Regions from separate parts of the Zea mays genome. Here region 1 is linked to region 2. A link is a contact called in public Hi-C data. All regions are on one chromosome and are shown on one strand. Each heading gives the region's core, a stretch centred on a gene start, on an enhancer-like site or on the middle of the called end of the contact. The rest is flanking DNA. Distances are from core to core; before and after follow the strand shown.

Region 1 (4,750 bases), core at 1,197-3,696, 220 kb after region 2:
GACAAATAGAATTAAACACAGGCGTGGTGTACGACAAGGGGACCCCCTTTCTCCATTTCTTTTCATTTTAGCAATGGACCCTCTCCAGCGTATGATCGATAAGGCGGCTCAGGCTGGGCTACTGGGAAGCGTCCTGCCTAAAGGGGCAAAGCTTCGTTGTTCCCTATATGCAGATGATGCTGGGGTGTTTGTGAGAGCAGACAAGTCGGACCTCAAAGTTCTCAAAACGATTCTGGAAGTCTTTGAAGGTTGTTCAGGGCTAAAGATAAATTTTGATAAAACAGAAATCTTTCCAATTCGTTATCCTCAGTCGCTTTGGTCAAATCTTGCCGAAGTGTTCCCGGGTAAATATGCTAACTTACCTGGAAAGTATCTTGGTCTTCCCCTCCACTTTAGGAAGATTAAAAGGATCTCCTTGCAACCGCTACTGGAAAAAATAAACAACAGACTGGCCGGTTGAAAAGGCAGACTGCTCTCTAAAGCAGGCAAAGAAACATTGGTTAAATCAATATTAACAGCCCAACCGATTTATCATCTTACGGTTTTTCAAGTTCAAAAATGGCTGCTAAAGAAAATTGATAAGATAAGAAGAGGCTTTCTTTGGAAAGGAAACAACCCTGAAGCTTGCAGTGGAGGTCACTGTTTGATCAACTGGTCTACAACATGTCAGCCAAAGAACAAGGGGGGACTGGGCATTCTGAACCTAGAACGCTTCGCAAGGGCTTTAAGAATCAGATGACTGTGGATGCGTTGGAAGAACAGGATAAGGCGTGGATTGGTTTGCAATCGCCATGCGACAAAATAGATGAAGAACTTTTCAATGCATCCACAGTAGTCAACGTTGGTAATGGGAGAACAACAAGTTTTTGGAAATCTAGTTGGATCCATGGTCAGGCGCCTAAGAATATAGCACCAATTCTGTTCAAGAAAGCAAGGAAGAAGAACATCTCAGTTTTTCATGCTCTTAGAGCCAATAGCTGGATTCAGCTATGTCTGCCATGCATACGAGAAGACGAAATAAAAGATTTTGTAACCCTATGGCAGGCTATCAGTAGCATGCACGAACTTAATAACTTGGAGGATTCCATCTCTTGGAGATGGACGACTGATGGTCAGTACAGTGCAAGCAGCGCATATAACATTCAGTTCTCAACAAACTTCTGCACAATGAAAATCTGTTCCATTTGGAAAGCAAAAACTGAACCCAAGTGTCGCTTTTTCGCTTGGACTCTTTTACACAATAGAGTGTTGACAGCAGAGAACCTTCAGAAAAGGGGATGGCCTCACAATCCTTCTTGTTGTCTGTGTAATTCGACCTTTGAAACGACGGTTCATCTCTGCAAGGACTGCCCCTTCAGCAGGGAGGTGTGGGACATAATCTTGTCTTGGGCGAATCTTTCGTCCTTTAAGGGGATCTATGGCTCTGATTCGTTGTACGACTGGTGGAGAAATTTGAGAAGTAGGTGCAACAAGCCTTCGAGAAGATCCTTTGATGGCCTTATCATTTATTTTTGGTGGAGCATTTGGTTAGAGAGGAACAATAGAATCTTTCACAGTCAGCTTAAATCAGCGGAGCAGGTCGCGCTAGTGGTCAAAGAGTTAGGGTGTGTTTGGCATGACTCTGCTCCACCCCAGAGCAGCTCTACTCTAAAACTCTGGGTGGAGCAGCTTTGCTCTAGAGTTTAGATTGTTTCTCATAACCAGTGGCAATGGCGGGTAAATAACTCAAAACTCCATGACTAGGTTGCTTTTTTGGAGTTTTCAGAGCAGCAAAAGAGGTACTCCAAAAAATTGTACTGCAGCTCCAAAAACTCCATAGAGTTTACAACTCTGGAGTTAGGGTGTTTGGCATGCTCTGGCCAGCTCCTCCTTGGAGTTTTGTTCTGGAGCCATGCCAAACAGGCCCTTAGTTGGTTGTTTCCATGGCCTGGCTGGCTAGTAGGTCCGCTTAGTAAATTTGTTCAGGAGTTCGCTTCTAGTCTTGTAAGTCGTCTTGGTTTCTTGTAATTTCCTGTTAGTTCTACTCCTTCTAATATATTGGAGCGGCAAGTCTTTTGCCTCTCCCTTTCAAAAAAACAATCAAGCAAAACTATTTTTAAGACATCAATATTGCATCACCATATCTATAATCGAAATGCTTTGGATATGGTACTGTTGTTTTTTCTTGTTACCAAACGATAACATACGGTAAGAAATTATGGTCAGAATGTATTCTTATGCGTTTAAAATACGGTTAGTAATGTCCAGTCTGCAAGACCCACTACGAGTTAAATTATGGTCAGAATTTATTTTTTTCGTGCTTTGGATATGCTACTAGATTGATTGTCAGATGAGAACCGGTGAATCCAAATATGCCGAAATTGAAGTCGATGGGAAAAAAAGTAGTCCACAATACTTTTCCCACTCCCAGGGACAAAACGGGAAGTTATCATTTGTGAAACACACACTACCTCTCTCTCTCCCCCTTCTCTTCCTCTCCGTTTATATTCCTCTCCACGGCCTCTCCGGCTCTCGCTCGCTCTCCCGCGACGACCAAAACCCCGACACCGAACCGCGCCAGCACGCCACGCGCCCCGCGGCCACCGCAAATTCCGCCGCCTCCCGCAGCGATGGCGAGAACCATTCAGCCCCGAGCCCCGCTCTCCTGATCTCGCTCGTAGCCAACAATTCCTCCGCCGACGCCGAGGCCGAGCAGGCGCCAGCATTTCGTGCGCTCGAAAGGAGCCCCGCCGTTCGTGCCCCGAGGACCAATGGCGGCGGCGTGGGCCCGCGCGAAGCGCGCACTCGCCACCGGCCTCTGCGTCGGCGTGCCCGCGCGCCAGCTGGCCATCGAGGACGCGCCGCCGGTGGTGGAGGCGCCGTCTTCGGTGGCCGAGGACAAGCTGGAGTCCGCCCCCGTGTCCGTGCGTCGGCTGACGAGCTTTGGGAGCCGGAGCTCGCAGCAGGTGGGGATTCACCATTCATCTTCCTCTCTCTCTCTTTTTTCTCTTTTTCTTCCCTGTTCTTCTCGATTCATGTGGCGTGCCGGATTGTGTGTGTGTGTGTGTGTGTGGAGAACTGGAGATGCGGAAGAAATGTCTGCTTTGCCGTTGGACTGCGTCCGGATTTTGGGAAATATCGCCGTGTAAAATTCCAATCAACAAAGATGGCGGTTTTGGTTTGGTGCTCGTCAAACATCCCCGTTGACTACTACTATTAACTTTGGAGGTTGATCAAAATGGCACACGCTAGCATGCTCCCTCGTTTTCGTTTAGATTCGTTAGCTGTAGGCGTTCCCACGGTTTTCCTGAAGAGCTAGCACTAGCAGGCGGGAATTTGGAAGGGGAGAAGAAACAAAAAAAACTTAGCCCCCGTTTGGTTCGAGAATCGAGAGACTAAAGATTAATTTCTTTATTTTAGTCTCATTTAATCCCTAAATTATTAAACGATAAGATTAAAACAGGGAATAAACTGATTTAGTGAGTCATTTAATAGATTCTGAGTACTTTTAGTCTAGAGACTAAAAGGAACCAAACGGTCCCTTACTAAATAGAAGAAATTCGAATTGCCGGGTGGGTTACTCACTAGAAATCAGATATATAGCCGCTCGTCTTACCATGCTACATGTTTCATGCAAGTTTGTTAGACTCTGATTCTCTGAAGAAAGCTGCATGAGTGCATGCAAAGTCTTGTGGTACAATTTCTAAAACCATAAGCTAACATGTTTCGGTTGATTCACGTGCCATGTGGCTGTAAAGGGTTTCCCCTAGTTTCTTCCCCCTCGTAGAAACCGTTTTCTGGCTCATACTGTTTTACTGAAAAGGAATGTGGTCTGCTTGCTTGGTTGGTTGGTGCAGGGCATCTTATTTGACCCTCAACTGCTAGGAAAAGTAAAACTTGCAACTAGAGGATATTCCGATATGTACTCGTGGGGCAAACAGGTCTCCATCCTGGTGGTTGGAGCTCTTCAGTAGCATCCCAGCAGGTCTCGCTGGTTTCATTGACCTGTAGAGAATAGTTTGCTTCTGATCCTTAATATATGAAATAGGGAAATGGATTTTTATATTGTCACATGTACTTATAACAGATAATAATCAGTAGGGGTTTGCATCTCCTATTCTTTTTTTTAAAAAATATATTTTTATGCCAATCTAGTTTTCTTTATTTGGAACGATGAACAGCTAGCCTGCCTGTTCAAGAAAAAAAAAGGATTATCAACCATGATAAGCATTAGCCAGCTATTGTTGAGCATACTTCACTTGTAGGGCATGTTTTACTAGCAAGCAGGTCTCCATGATCCTTAATATATGAAACAGGGAATTTTTTTTTATATTGTTACATGCACTTATTGTTAATAATAATCAGTAGGGGTTTGCATCTCCTGTTCTTTTAAAAAAATATTTTTATGCCAATCTAGTTTTATTTATTTGGAAAGATGAACAGCTAGCATGCCTGTTCAAGAAAAAAAGATTATCAACCATGTTAACCATTAGCCAGCTATTGTTGAGCATACTTCACTTGTAGGGCATGTTTTACTAGCAATCAGGCCTCCCTGTGGTGGCATCAGGATGTGCAACTTGTGGTTCTCAAACTTGTGTTTCACAACCTTTTTAACTTGGACGTATAAAATCCATTTTCAGGTCGTCTTTGCAGTTCCCACGGAATTTTCTAAAAATCTGCATTGCTTGCATTTTGCGTGTGCTTTAGTGTCGTTGTGAATTCCTGAAAGGCTGAAAGTACCCTTTTTATGTTTAAGTGCTGTGATGTGGTT
Region 2 (4,281 bases), core at 1,195-3,694:
GTACACAGCACTGCATGCCCCTTTCAGTTCCATTAACCATCTCTTTCCATAATGAGAGATTTTCCTCCACGGTATTATTTCTGCACCTTGACTCAATACCGTCCATCCTCTCTTTCCTCATTTGCTCCTTTGGTGTGTCATCAATATATGCTTTACCCTGCTTTATCAAACTCTCAGCCATTTCCATTAGCTTTGGGAAATAATCAGATGTGTATGTGACAGCATCATATTTGATCCCCAACGTCTCAATATCTTTCAAAAGATTCTCAACAAACTCATTGCTTTCTTTTGAAGGGTTTGTGTCATCAAATCGAACTATTAAGCGCCCTTGATATCTTTCAGCAAAGTATTTGTTCAATAGTGCAGCCTTTGCATGCCCAATATGGAGGTAACCACTAGGCTCTGGGGCAAAACGAACGCAGACTTTCCCAACTTTTGCACCAGGGAGATCAACTTCTGGAGCTGATGGGTCCTTTGAGTCATGTACCTTCTCCTTAAGGCTAGGTGCAGGAGATTTTCCAATACCTCGTTTCCCAACAAATGCAGCCACAACTTCGTTCAGTGCCTCTTTGTATTCTGAATCTATGCTGTTGAACCAGCGAACAAGATTTTGGTATTTCTTTGATTTCCTTAGACTCTCCCACCGCTGACCAATTCCTAAAGAAAAATGATGCAGCAAGTTAAACATTGCATTGCCTAGAGCCAGACTGAAATAAGAATGGTGAACAATCCCACAGCTTACCAGCAAGATTTGACCAAACTGCAATGTCAGCAATTGTCAGGCCATGACCAACCAGAAAGGTCCGGGAGGCCAAGAATCCATCAACAAATAAGCATGCATTTTCAAATTCAGAGCCTGAAAGGAAGGTGGGGGCATATTCAAGCCATTCAACAACCTACAAGTTTATTGACAGCAGCCATTTAGAATTTAGGATATCAAAATAGTCAGGACAATAAGTAACTTATTGAAAAGCAGTTGATGGCAACATACATGCCCAAACTCAATATCATTCTTTCCAGATAAGGAGGCAATTGATGCACCTCTAGCAATGTAGAGGATGATTGGGTTGACACCATGGAGTGATTCTCTATACACAAACACAAACGGTTGAATGAGAAATTATATAAACTCCCAAATGGTGAGTCAAATCAAATAGAAATACATGAAATGAAACTAGATAAAAACAAATCGCACTCAATTATCTGGAAAATTACATATTGACACATTCAGTATCAGGGATTGCCATTACAAAGTTGCAGACCCGCAAGAAACAGGTACAAAATAGCAAAGTAGATGTCATATTAGATATACTCCTGCCCTGAGGATGATAGTAAACTGTGTGAAACACAATAGCTGTTGCAGCAATAATTTGTGGACAACTAACAGTGCAATAGTGCATCAGCCATCTCTAGCTCCAAGCAACAACCCGAGGTTGCCATTAGCAGCATCCCCACCCGTATGAACTGTCCCAAAGCTAACTATGATACAAGTGGTATGCTGCTTGCAGCAATTGACCAAAGAGACATTTTAATAAGGGAAACAGAGCATATACCTGAGCAGGGGCAAAGCTACATGTTACCTTGTGGATGCACATGCACCCCACAAAAATCCACCAAAAATCAGTTATGATAGTCAAATTTTCAGCATATATGCATCACCCACATATCATCCCTATGCACCCACAAGGAAGGTGCACCCCCCATATATTTGCTCTCGCCACTGTACCTGAGAAGAAGAGCAAAGACTTACCCAGAAGCAAACTGTAGGGTGGGTGCCGAGCCAGCAGCGAGGCTATGATTGATGGTTAGGGGTAGACCCACAATCTTTGCAGCACAAATTATCGAAATTGGTGGGCTGTCCTTGGAGAATGACAAAGCTGCCTCCATTGATCTTTTTTCTTAAAAATGGTAGGAACCTGAAACCAGCAGAAATCGACACATAGGCCAGCACAGTGTGAACAATTTAGGATAAACTAAATTACATTAGAATCAAGGTATGCCAGTTCAAGTATGATACAAGCAGTAGAAACTTCAAGTGTTTCACAAAATTATCTTCACAATTTGACAAAGCGGCCTTTCATGGCTGTGGAACCAAGGGCGACCCAGTAAATGACATGGGTGTACACATCTACCCAGATTGAAACAACCGAATTTTGTAGGCTTAATACATGCCCATACACCTTTACCTAGATCAGATCCAAATAGAAATGGTAAGTTAGGGTTTGTTGGGTGCTCGGTTTTGCACAGCAGGAAGGAAAGCCAAGGCCCAAAGGGTGGGCGTACCTTGTGGCGCTCGTCGACAACGAAGAGCCCGAAGACGGCGTAGGGCAGCAGCGACGGCCGCCCAGTCGTCGCCAAGAGGGAGATAGAGGGAGTGCGCACACTGGATACCGGCTAGCCGCCGCCGAAGGCAGGGTTACCACCGGCGCGGATTGGTAAAGTTACTGGTGACTAGTGAGTTGTGACTTGCCCGGATGGCCGGACGAACCCTTCAGTGTCTAGCACTACACAGATCTCTGCATGAGCGACGTGCTGGGCTTCTGTATTGGGCGCACTGTCGCATTGGACCGGGCCGTCTGGCCAGGCCTATCAGGCCTTATCGCCCGCATAGGGTTTGTTGCAAGCAGAACCTATCATCCGTGGCTATAAACGAATTTTAAATTTTTTAGTATAAAATTTTAAAGTCACTGTAGAAACTTACTTTATAGATTCAGGATAAGTTGTTTTTTCAGCTTTCATACTCTTAGTTAATATTCATAAAATAATTAGAGAATCACTACTCAAAAATGTTATCCTGATCCTCTAATTATCAGCTTTCATCCTCTATTTCTATGTCTATATACTCCTCCTCCGTATCTATACTGATCAACCGCTTGCATGCAGTCTGACTGAATAGAGCAGACGATGCTATGCTCTTCAAAGCGTCAAAGGAGAGCTTTTGCAGCAAGTCTAGCGAAACTGACTTCAAGGTGAAGCATATATGGCATGCTCTTCGTCATTAGCCCAAGTGGTGCGCACGATGACGACGTCCAGGGGCGGATCCAGAATTTTTCTATGACCTGGGCCAAATCTACCAAATTTTCTTTCCTTTATTTTATATTAGCTATTTTATGCCGTATTAAATAGAGACTTATATAGAGTTACATGGATCAAGCCCCGGGCCACGGATCGGGTGGCCCGGGGTGTAGATCCGACACTGATGACGTCTCCAACTACGCGAGCGAAAGGTCCAATCTCACCTTGAACGGCGATTATAGCTCCACATCACAGGATAGTGTCTGACCATCACATCATATTGACCATGATAGAGCACGAGATCAACACAAAAGGGAAGAGACGAACAACGAGTAACAACTAGTCTCCTGCATTGGAGAAAAACATGTTGAACAAGCTCTATAAGGCTAGGAAGAGGATAACTTAACCAAAATTATTTGAGTAATTCACCAAGTTGTTGGATTGCTCGGCCACCGATATAAACGATGACATGAAAAGAGTCCATAAGTTGATCTTAAAAGGTTGACCAAACAATGAAAATTAGATTATAGATAATAGAAGAAAAGGTATAAGAGGAAGATGACGATGAGTAACAGTAATGAATTAGTTTTTTTTACGAAATATGTAGCTTTTAACTTTTTTAATATTTTCCTATTTATTTTCTGTTTGAATTATGTAAATTTTTAGTTCATTGTGTGATCCAGTGATTTTAAATAAAATATTATATTATATTTTAAATAACGTTCTATGAAAGAAAAAGATTACGCGGCGTTAAGATGACTGCAGCTAATAAAGCTTGATCATGATCAAGGGTGTGTTTGGTTTGGCTTTTGGCTTTGGCTTTTGCCCCCTAAAAGCCAAAAGCCAACCAAAGGGCTGGATCCAGGAAGCAGCTTTTTCTAAAAGCCGACTTTCTCGTAGTGCAAAACTGAAAGCACCCCTAGACCTGCTTTTAGTGGCTTTTGGATGGAACTGTGAAAACATATATCGAAGAAATTTTAACGACTTTTAGTGGTTTCCACCAAACGATTTTTAGCTTTTTAACAGCACACAACCTACAACAGCTTTTTCCATAGCTCACAGCCCACAGCAACTTTTTTCACAGCCACAGCCCAACCAAACAGACCCTTAGTATGATTGGTTGTGCGGTCGATAACTGATATAACAGTCGGTGCACTGGATCGACCTTTGCGGGCATAGCATATTCACGCCCTCCAAATCGCATATCGAGTGAAAAATCATGCAGGTGAACAATGTCACCGCACTTGCCAGGTTCAACGCATATGT

What was found. Hi-C and Micro-C count contacts between places; a contact is called where the count stands out from the background.
Region 1: a contact with region 2 is called in a Hi-C map of ear, with 2.2 times the contacts expected there. The contact joins the promoter of LOC103631700 here to the promoter of LOC100383320 in region 2. A contact is called at or near these places in 3 of 25 Hi-C or Micro-C datasets (ear, leaf and tassel).

What each region holds. Positions count from the first base shown.
Region 1 is chr1:9,161,985-9,166,734 of Zm-B73-REFERENCE-NAM-5.0, forward strand. LOC103631700 (Zinc finger (C3HC4-type RING finger) family protein) reads left to right here and starts at 2,447. Exons shown (of 2, transcript XM_008652703.4): 1 at 2,447-2,945. The coding sequence starts at 2,751.
Region 2 is chr1:8,946,567-8,950,847 of Zm-B73-REFERENCE-NAM-5.0, forward strand. LOC100383320 (Glutamate--tRNA ligase cytoplasmic) reads right to left here and starts at 2,445. Exons shown (of 7, transcript NM_001361997.1): 1 at 2,284-2,445; 2 at 1,751-1,916; 3 at 992-1,088; 4 at 743-896; 5 at 1-657. The coding sequence starts at 1,887.